2 separate regions of the Gossypium hirsutum genome follow, and region 2 is linked to region 1. The links are chromatin contacts, called in public Hi-C maps. All regions are on one chromosome and are shown on one strand. Each heading gives the region's core, a stretch centred on a gene start, on an enhancer-like site or on the middle of the called end of the contact. The rest is flanking DNA. Distances are from core to core; before and after follow the strand shown. Region 1 holds the start of LOC107910507 (1,4-dihydroxy-2-naphthoyl-CoA thioesterase 1). Region 2 overlaps LOC107910494 (a long non-coding RNA gene).

Region 1 (4,791 bases), core at 1,304-3,803:
TGGTTAAATATTTCACCTCGTCAATAAACTGCAGTCCAACCTTAGAGTTCCAATTTCCCAGCTCTTTTAATGAACACGTAAATGTGATCCAAATTATTGACAAAAGTATACTGTATACTGTTTTTTGTTTTTATTGTATATACAATTAATATTTATAATAAATTAAAGCTGGCTGATGCCGGCTATACAGTGCATTTAGTAGAACTCTACCTCTTTGGACAATGAAAACCAACTTATACAAAATAAATAAATAAATAAATAAAAGGGAAAAAAAGTAAAAAATTCACCTGGTAACTTTCATTTCATCATTTGAATCTAAACATATATTTTATTACTGATTTTAATCTCATCATCACATTAATTAATCTCATGATCATTGTTGTTTTTAACCTCACCGGAAGCAACCATACCATCCATCCAAAGGTAGCTATGGTTTATTGTCCTGCTGCTTATCAGTGATTATAGACTGATGAAGCTAGGATTATGGTGAGCTCCCTTATATCAATCCATGTTTCCATATAATTACAGTTGAACTGATTGTTGCTTGACTTATCTAACATTTATCCTCTGTTTTTTATTACCGCTTGTTGGTCATCAGATTCTTCAATCAGATGGGTATGCATTTAATTCTCCATTATACTTTCCTAGGCAGTAAAAGATTAGGGTTTAAGCATATATTACACATATATTATGATGGATTAGGGGAAAAGAGAGATTGCAGAAATTGTTGTTCAACCGGTGGAAAGTAAGGGATATATAATACAAATATAAATACAAGTGGACAAAGGACTTTGTTCAAATCTTCGGTCGACACTCATTCCGAATTCGATCCCTAGATAACCCCACCCTTATCCAAGGAAAAAAAAATAAATACAAGCTATGTTTGTTGAATTTATTAGAGCAAATATAGTGTCAAGTAGAATACAATTTACACTCATAGCTTAGCATACTTCTTAAGATTGTCTGCAGCATCTTTAGCATGGTCTGGCACAGGCAAGTTGCACAAAAGAGTAACCCTTGATGATGATACCAAGGTTCTGCTATCCGAGCTTGAAGCTGAATCCTTTGTTTTCCACAGTCGAACCTCCCATACCTACCATTTGGCAGCATTAGTTAAGTAACCTTCTTCATATACACAACTGTATGCATTTTTTTGGCAACATTATTTAGGGCACGGCTGGTAGACATTGGCATATTTCCTTTAAAATTATTTTACTTTATGATAGAAATTTGCCAATTGAACCATAGATAAAGCAAGCGGTAAAAGACTTGCAGTTAAATCTTCAGTTAACACCCGTTTCGAGTTTGATCCCAGGACAACCCCGATTTTTAGTGATGGTGAAAGCATTTATGGAGAAGAGAAAGACCTCATTTTGCATGTAAATTGTAGACATTGGTACTGATGACAGAAGTTCGTCCAAGTAATTTAGAGCGTGCAGTACTGAAAAAGATAGAAATGGAATGGCCTATTCAAGTGAGAATTGAATACACGTCTCAATATTTATTATTTAAGATGTATCCCTTTAGAGACATACATACTAGTTGATTAAATTATGTACATTAAAATATTTGAAATCGTCCACGTCTCACAGCTTACCTCACCTACATTCTTAGTTTTTTCAAACTTGATAGCAAGTATAGCCATTTTATTTATTTACACGTACAGCGGAGCATTAGACAAATAAACAAATACAGAAAGAATTTGATGCCTAAGATTTAAAAAAAAAAAATCAATAAACAGTTAAATTATTATTTGGGGTCTGAATTTTGCAATCATTCTCACATTGTCTAAAAAGAAATCAAACCCCAACTTGGATTGCTGTTTTTTTATCATTTTATTGCATATAAATTATCCAACAGAAACTTTTTTTTGTTAAACTGCTTTTTTTTAGTATAGTAAAATGGGATTAAATTCTCAACACCTAATAAATAGATAAATGTGAAAATAGTAACAGTCCGTACCTGAATGGTCTTGCCAGGACTGACGGGCGTAGCTTCAGCGAAGATAAAGTCACCAAGTTCAGCGCGCTTTAAGTGATTGATGCTAAGGTGGATCCCAGCCACTCTTTGGAAACCGCTGGCCATGTGAGCCCCGATGCTAGCCAGCGCCTCCGCTATCAGAGCCGATACTCCACCGTGCAACACCTTGAACGGCTGCTTTTTGCCAATACAAATTGCAACTTTATTATTTCGAAACAAAAAACGAAAAGAAGGGGGAAAAAATCGTTGTAACTGAAACCTGGCAGCACTTGTGGGTAACGTGTAGGTGTCCGTTAACTTTGGTAGGGGACAAATCTTGTAATTGAAATCCCAATAAATGGAGCGCAGAATCCAGATTGGCCGTCTTGTCCGAAGACGAAGATGAAGATGACGATGATTCATCCATTCAGAAACCAACTTCAATTAACTCTATAATTTCTGTCTGAAATTTATAATCGGAATTTAAGACATGAGAAATGGTGTTGTTTGAGATTTGGTTTTTGGTGTGTAATAGTTAAGGATAATATAATTACGAACCTTATTGTCCGAGCCACTTGCGTTTTGGAGTAGAGCGGAGCCAACAAAGCAAAGGGTATTTTGGTATATTAACAAAATCAAAGCTAGCCTGGCTCCCGTCCGTTGGTAGGTAGGTGAGGTAGCACTTGTGCTTGGTGTGTGTTGTATGGCCTCATTAACCTAACTTACTTAACACCATAACCTAGCATTTAAATTTGTAGACCAAATTTTAAGTTTTAATTTATGTTTTTTCTTTTATTTCTTTATTTATTATTTATTGATTTGAAAATTTACTAAATTGATAAATTTAATGGTTAAATTGTTAAAATATTAATTGTAAAAAGAGATACGAAATAATATAAAAATACTTTATTTTAAATTCATTCATATTAAAATTACAAGCTTAAAATAGATAATATAAATCATATCTTTAATTGCTTCAAAACTTGGGAGGAACAGATATTATATTATCTTATTCTAAATTCATCATTCTCTATAAATATTTTCTTCAACACTTTATTTATATAAAAAGAGAAAATGGCAGCCATTAGTCAAAGCAAAAACATATAAATAATCATTCGATGAATCTCTTAATGGAACATGTTTTATAGCACGTGGAATCATTTGAGTAGGTGAAATTCCAAGATTAGGTAGCAGCAGTGGATAACAGATGTAATTTGTCACACGCCACCTACCAACACCGCTGCTTTCTTCTTATTTTAGTATTTTAACAACATGAACTATTTTCTCTTCAATTCATAGTCTTTTTTCAGAATGTGTTGATGCATATTGCTGATTGATTTCTTTTCTTCTTTTATTAAGATTTATGCGATTATTTAATTTTAAAAAATCATAACTCGTTTTAATGTTTAAAAAATATATTTGATAATATACTTTAAATTTTAGAAAAATGAATTTACTTGAATACAAAGAATAAAAGATTTCAAAATTTATAAGGAATTTTAAAACTGTTTCCTTAAGTGTTTTTCATTTTCCAAGAAAATAAAACAAAAATAGCCTATGTTCTCTAAAATCAAATTCAAGTTCTATTTAGAGATGTGATCTTCCAAAATTCCTCATAATCTTCTTTCATTTAGTTTATACTCTCTCACTATATAAAAAAAATTTTAAACTTCAAAATATAATTTTTATTTAATTCTAATTGTTGGGGATCGACTCGATTAAGTAACGAACAAGTAAAAAATAGCGGAAGAAATTGAGAAATTAAACACACAAATTTAATGTTGAAAAACTCCTCCAAAGAGAATAAAAAATCACGGACAAAGATAATTTTACTATAATAGCAAAAGAACGAAAAGCACAAAAGATGGAGATAAAAACTAAACCCCACCCAAAAACAAAGAACCCTCAAAACGTAAACACAAAATTCTCCAAAAGTGTTATGAGTTCTAATATTTTAATAGGTGTATTTTCTAAAGTTGTTAAAGAGCCTATTTATAGGCTAAATTCGTAGGTCAAATAATAATAAAATAATCTAGATTAATTAAAGTTCGACTGAAAAAACAGAGTTTAACTGGGAGATTATCTCACAAATTTGACTGAAATATGAGGCATACTCAACAGATCTCCACATTGACTCGTATTTCCACAACACCATCTTTGCCAAAGCCCTTTACAGACCTATCTTAAACCATGCAGGGAATTAACAGATTCGAATCTGTGGTTAGAAGTTGGAAGACTTCTAGCCTTCGACTTGTGCACTACCAAATCAAAACTAACCCGGGTTTGATTTTCACAAACACAGTACCCAAACTTTTCAAAACCTGCATCCAAAAGAGAACCTTATTTCAACGAAATAGTCATACCTTTACCCCTCCTATAACCAAGTTGCCTCCGCTCCAAATGATTTGACTTCAACTCCGTAACAGACGAGGGATGTCCAGTTTCATCGATCACTATAGAACCTTTTAGAATTTAAAGATTGTCTTTCCTTTTATCTTTTAACAAAATGAGAGCCCCACGAGACATCTTAATGTCGCTCGACTTGATGTTGATTCTGTAACCTTTTGAGTCTAAAATACTTAATGAGATGAGATTCTTTCGTAAATCAGGTACATACTTGATATCTGATAGTGTCATAATCGTCCCATCGTGCATCCTAATTTTAACAGTACCTATAACAACCTGGTTTTTAGTGGTGACGGAACTGTGGTTTCGGGACCACAAATTTTCATTGTGCCAACTCGTAATTATTATTTTTAGAATATTTATAGAGTTATTAAATCTGTATTAAAATTTGAATGAGAAATTTTAACGTTTAGATAGATAATTAAG
Region 2 (4,791 bases), core at 869-3,368, 320 kb after region 1:
CAAAATAATGATAATAATAATAGTCGTAACCATCACATTGCCTTTATTCAGTATGTTTAAAGAATCACAAAACCACTCACTCAAAAATTATGCCTTGCTTAAATCACTTCCTTTGCCGCTTCAGTCACACGGAAAGTGCTACTTATCTGTAAAATTTTAATGTAGAGTGTGTGAGCTTAAATAAGCTCAGTGAATGTTCTGAATTACTGCAAAGCATACACAACAACATAAGTTAAGTAAGGGTAAACTTATCTTTCATTTTTTGAAATTTTAAAAGGATATTTTGCTATTAGTTTTAACGAGAAAGACCGAAACCTCGTAAGTTAGGGCACGATTTTCTCATAATTCTAACATGCAAAATATTTCTTTATTTTTTGGATATTTCTCTTGTTGAATTTGAGTAAGAATCGATGGAATATTTAAGAGTAACGCGTATGCGATTTGGACTATACTAAAAAAAAATTACTTGAGATAAAAGAAAGCATACCTAACTAATAGTAATATTATAATATACATTTGCAACAACTATAACATAATACACATGATAGAATAGTTATATAGCCTTGATACTAGCAAAACCTAATACTAACATATATGCATAAAAGCAATGATACCAATGTCAATATAATAGCGACAATAAAACACAAAACTAGTAAAATTCCAAAAGGAGTAAAACATTCATGTATTATATATAAAATTTAATATAAATTAAATCATCAAATAATAATAAGAACATACAAAAACATAAAACTAATAAAAATCAGATTAAATGTTAAATATAAAATAAACAAACAAATAAAATGTTAAAAGGAAAATTTAATAAAAACCCTTTTTGTTTAAAATAAAAAAACAAATATAAATAAAAAATAAATAATAAAAATAAAAATAAAATGTCTGAGGACCGAATTAAAATCGGGTCACAATATTGGGGTTTAAACCGCAAATAATTAAAAAAGGTTGCAAGGGACTGAACTGAAATATGCTCGAAGCTTGAGGGACCTTTAGGGAAATATTCTCCAGCCCTAAATGCAGTGAGAGTCTGCGCATGGTCTAAGGACCAGATTGACTTGGAAGTCAAAATTCGCGGCCCAAATCAAAAAAACAAGAAGGATCGAATTAGCCCAATCATCGTAAAATACGCAGATCCTACGGGCTGCGGGTCGGGTCACGGGTCGGCCTCCCTAGAACGACGCCGTTTTGGCGCCTGAGGAGGCCTATTGTAACGGTGCCGTTTTATTACATCATTGAAGCCAGATTTTTTTTTGACCTTTTATTTTTTCAGTCCAGAAGGAAAAAACTAAAGGGAGCCTCCATTTCCTCTCAACGCCCCCATCTCTCCGGCCTAGGTTTTCAACAGTAGGTCGCCCTAGCGCCGCCGTGTAACCGCCGTGCCAGAGAGTAAAAACGTCTTTTTTCTTTTAAAAAAGGAATCCTCTCCCTTTAAAGGGGCTTTTTCTTCAAATGTAAATCCGATTCGGGGTATTTTGAAACTGCAAACGAGGAAGAAAAAGAGGACGTGGTCGTCCTTGCTACTTCGCCGTCTTCTTTTTGCGGATGCAGTCGAGATGAAATCTCAAGGGGTTTTTGCGGCCTTAACGACTGGAGGAGAACTCCGACGGCGATAGCCCACGAGGAGACAGGTAAGTCCCGACCGCCCTTTTGGTTTTCTGTTTTTCTTTATTTATTCCATTTTTAAAATAAAAATAAAAAATAAAAATAAATCTAAAATAACAGAGACACAAATCACCTTCTGTAGTCTGAAATCTATATCTTGATTACTTGTGTATCTGAAAAACAATTGCAGAGATTGGGTTTAGGCTTTTATAGCCAAACTAAAGCTAATTGCTATGATTTCTTGTCTTTTTCTTTTTCTTTTCTGTTTGCTTTTATTTCTTTGATTTTCTTGCTGTTAGTATTTTGTTTGTTTCTTCGTTGTCTTCTCTGTTGCATGTGTTTTCTGTTTTGCAGGTGACTGATGTGATGAGCATGGGAAGGCGGCGATTGGTGAGACCGACGATTGGCAAGCCGAGCGGCGGCGACGTATGCAAAGGAGGCTAGCAGAACATGCGGTGCCGAAGGCTGACCCTGGCTAGGGTTTCTTACTCAAGAAAATGTTTTAATCGGGCTTTGGGCTGTTAGGTTTTTTAGTTGTTGGGCTAGCTGGGTTAGATTTAATCTGATTTGGGCTAGACTTTGGGTTATTAGGTTTTGGGTTTCATTTGGGCTTTGGGGTCATATTGGGCCTATTATAGATTGACTTTTTTATTTTTGGGTTTACTTTTGTTTTGATATTTGGGCCCCGGGCAGAAATTGGGCCTTACAATATAACCATGCTTCATTATCTCATAGGGCTAGCATATACTCTCACATGTATTTACACAAAAAATAACTCATATATAATTCAAATAATGATAATTTGGTAGCTTGAAATTATGAAACGTAAAATTAGACTCTATCACCACACATTGGAGAAATGAATCTCTATCACACCAATGACTCAAAGAGTCTAACATGTCTTATAAGTGTAGCATAAAGCTAAACACTCTCTAACACACCATGTCCCGATGAATGGATCTTAGCTTGACATTCCTTTATTTCTCCAATCTGTCTTGGGCCACAATGCCCCAATTACAAACGCAAAGGTGAGTACTCACAATCCTATGACATGCCAATTATATCCAACGATTTCAAGATATCACAAGGCCAAAATATCCACAATTACACATTTTAAATATTATTTTAATGCACATAATCTCTGTTCATATCCATCAATTTACATCACAAACTTGTACAAAATGCATCATATAGGATTCACATTTAATTACACTTTAAGTGCCACAATAATGCTCATTGAGCCATTATGCATCAGACCACGCACGTGTGCATTAAAATCAATTTATGGTATCCAAATATTCACACACATTACTTGTCATAACAGTTTCACATTTTACAACTCAACATACATTAGACAAAATTTCACAATAAAACAAAAAGTATAAAGAAGGCTTACACTTGGAACTTAGGATTGGGGTTTAGCCTATTGCTAAGCTCCCGGTTAATGCTACGAATACCAACAACGACTCCAGGCACTCATCGATCACGCTTCCGCTTACTAGGCGAAAGGTCAAACAAGCTTTTCCTTGCATTTAGACTTCCTCGTAGTGGCTCCATATTGATCCAAAACTTTACACACATAACAAACACATTCTAAAATCATTAAAAACAACCTTGAACACAACCAAACAACAAGGAAAACACCATCCAAGCCTCTCATTTCTCGTTACCGAAAACTAGCTAGTTTTACCGAAATTAAAGTTTTGACACTCCTAATATCATTTTTAATCCTCAATTTTGATTTCAAACATCGCAAACATCATTTAATTTCATATCTAAACCATTAATTTCACCTAAATCTATAGTTCTAAAATTTCCAAAAAATTCAAGCTTTCAAAGACATGTAAAAGGGAAAAATGTTTGATTATTGAAAATTCAGTTATGAACTATCAAATTGAAGTGGAATACCTTCTAATTAGGTTAGAATGAATCAAAAGTCACTTTGAAAACACATGTTTACTCAAGGTTACGATATTTGCTATTTTTGAATCCAAGCTTGCTTTAAAACCATCAAATCTAAATAATTCTTCATACAATCGTTTAAAACTCAAATTGAATTAACAACACTCTTTCTTTAACCTTAAAAAGTTAGAATATTACCTTAATTCGATGAAAATGATGATTTAGAACTTTAATTTTGGATTTGAACTCAAGAAGAACAATGAAAATTTTGGGAAAGAAAATGCGATTTTTCTTTGAAATTGGATGTTATTTTGGTGTTTGGGAGGTTAATAAATATAAAATGATAAATCAATTTCGAAAGAAACCCTTTCTTTTAGCTTTAGGGAAAATTTGAATAGTTTAGGGTTTAAGAGAGGGAATAAGACGTGAATGACTCCATGTAAATGACCAAGTTTCAAAAATTGGGAAATTTACCCTTTTGGTCACTCCCTGTTTCTCCCCTTTTCCATTAGGTCCTAATTCAATTAGAATCCATTTTTTTTTCAAATTAGACTTCAAAATTAAATTTTTAAGCTATTTAATCAAATAAAAACTAGATTACGTTACTTTAATACTTTAATTACTTACTTACGACCCTAATTTCTAGTATCTAACTCAACTAACTAGATTTTGCTAACCCAAAACTATTACGTTGGGTTTTGAGATGTGGCAAACTTAAAAAAATGTGGCTTTGATGGTCTCCATCTTTCTGATTGAACCCGCCTTTCAGGTAAACAAACATTTGTCTCATCAATATCCTATATATATGATATGATAAAATGTACCGTTTCTATGTTTGGTTGATGTCTCCCTTCATGCACCTGTCTGTTTTTGTCCCCCCAAATAGCCCAGATTACACATGTTATTTCCTTGCACTTATCCTTAGAATGCACAAAGAACAAATAGTCCATCCACTATCAGTATCTCTCATTCGGCTGTCCTCCCAAATAGCCCAGATTGCACATGTTATTTCTTTGCACTTATCCTTAGAATGCACAAGGAACAACCAAACCATCCATTGTTTGTATCTCTCATTAGACTAATCTTGAGGCCATTGGATTTTTAACTTACTCCATAAATAGATAATATTTTGTAAATAAAAGAAGTTAGATTCATAATTAAGTAATGATACAATGTTATAAAAAGTATTTTTATACAAAGTAAAAAAATAAAATCATAATGATTTGTTTGTTTATGTCCTCTTTTATTTCATCAAAAGAAACAAAATCATAAAAT

What was found. A called contact is a pair of places that touch in the nucleus more often than the background predicts.
Region 2: a Hi-C map of leaf shows a contact between it and region 1, with 2.6 times the contacts expected there. The contact joins the enhancer-like site here to the promoter of LOC107910507 in region 1. A contact is called at or near these places in 2 of 34 Hi-C or Micro-C datasets (both in leaf).

What each region holds. Positions count from the first base shown.
Region 1 is chrD02:9,171,883-9,176,673 of Gossypium_hirsutum_v2.1, forward strand. LOC107910507 (1,4-dihydroxy-2-naphthoyl-CoA thioesterase 1) reads right to left here and starts at 2,554. Exons shown (of 3, transcript XM_016838362.2): 1 at 2,240-2,554; 2 at 1,963-2,154; 3 at 725-1,093. The coding sequence starts at 2,386. The coding sequence ends at 935. It also overlaps the pseudogene LOC107910508.
Region 2 is chrD02:9,488,218-9,493,008 of Gossypium_hirsutum_v2.1, forward strand. LOC107910494 (a long non-coding RNA gene) reads left to right here. Exons shown (of 2, transcript XR_005910166.1): 2 at 1,283-2,445. Among protein-coding and RNA genes, the nearest start is that of LOC107910494, 3.6 kb to the left of the region's middle. Within about 2 kb of position 2,119, at least 5 of the 9 cell types and tissues checked have an H3K27ac peak or open chromatin away from gene starts, as enhancers often do. A contact at or near this core is called in leaf, where this site is marked.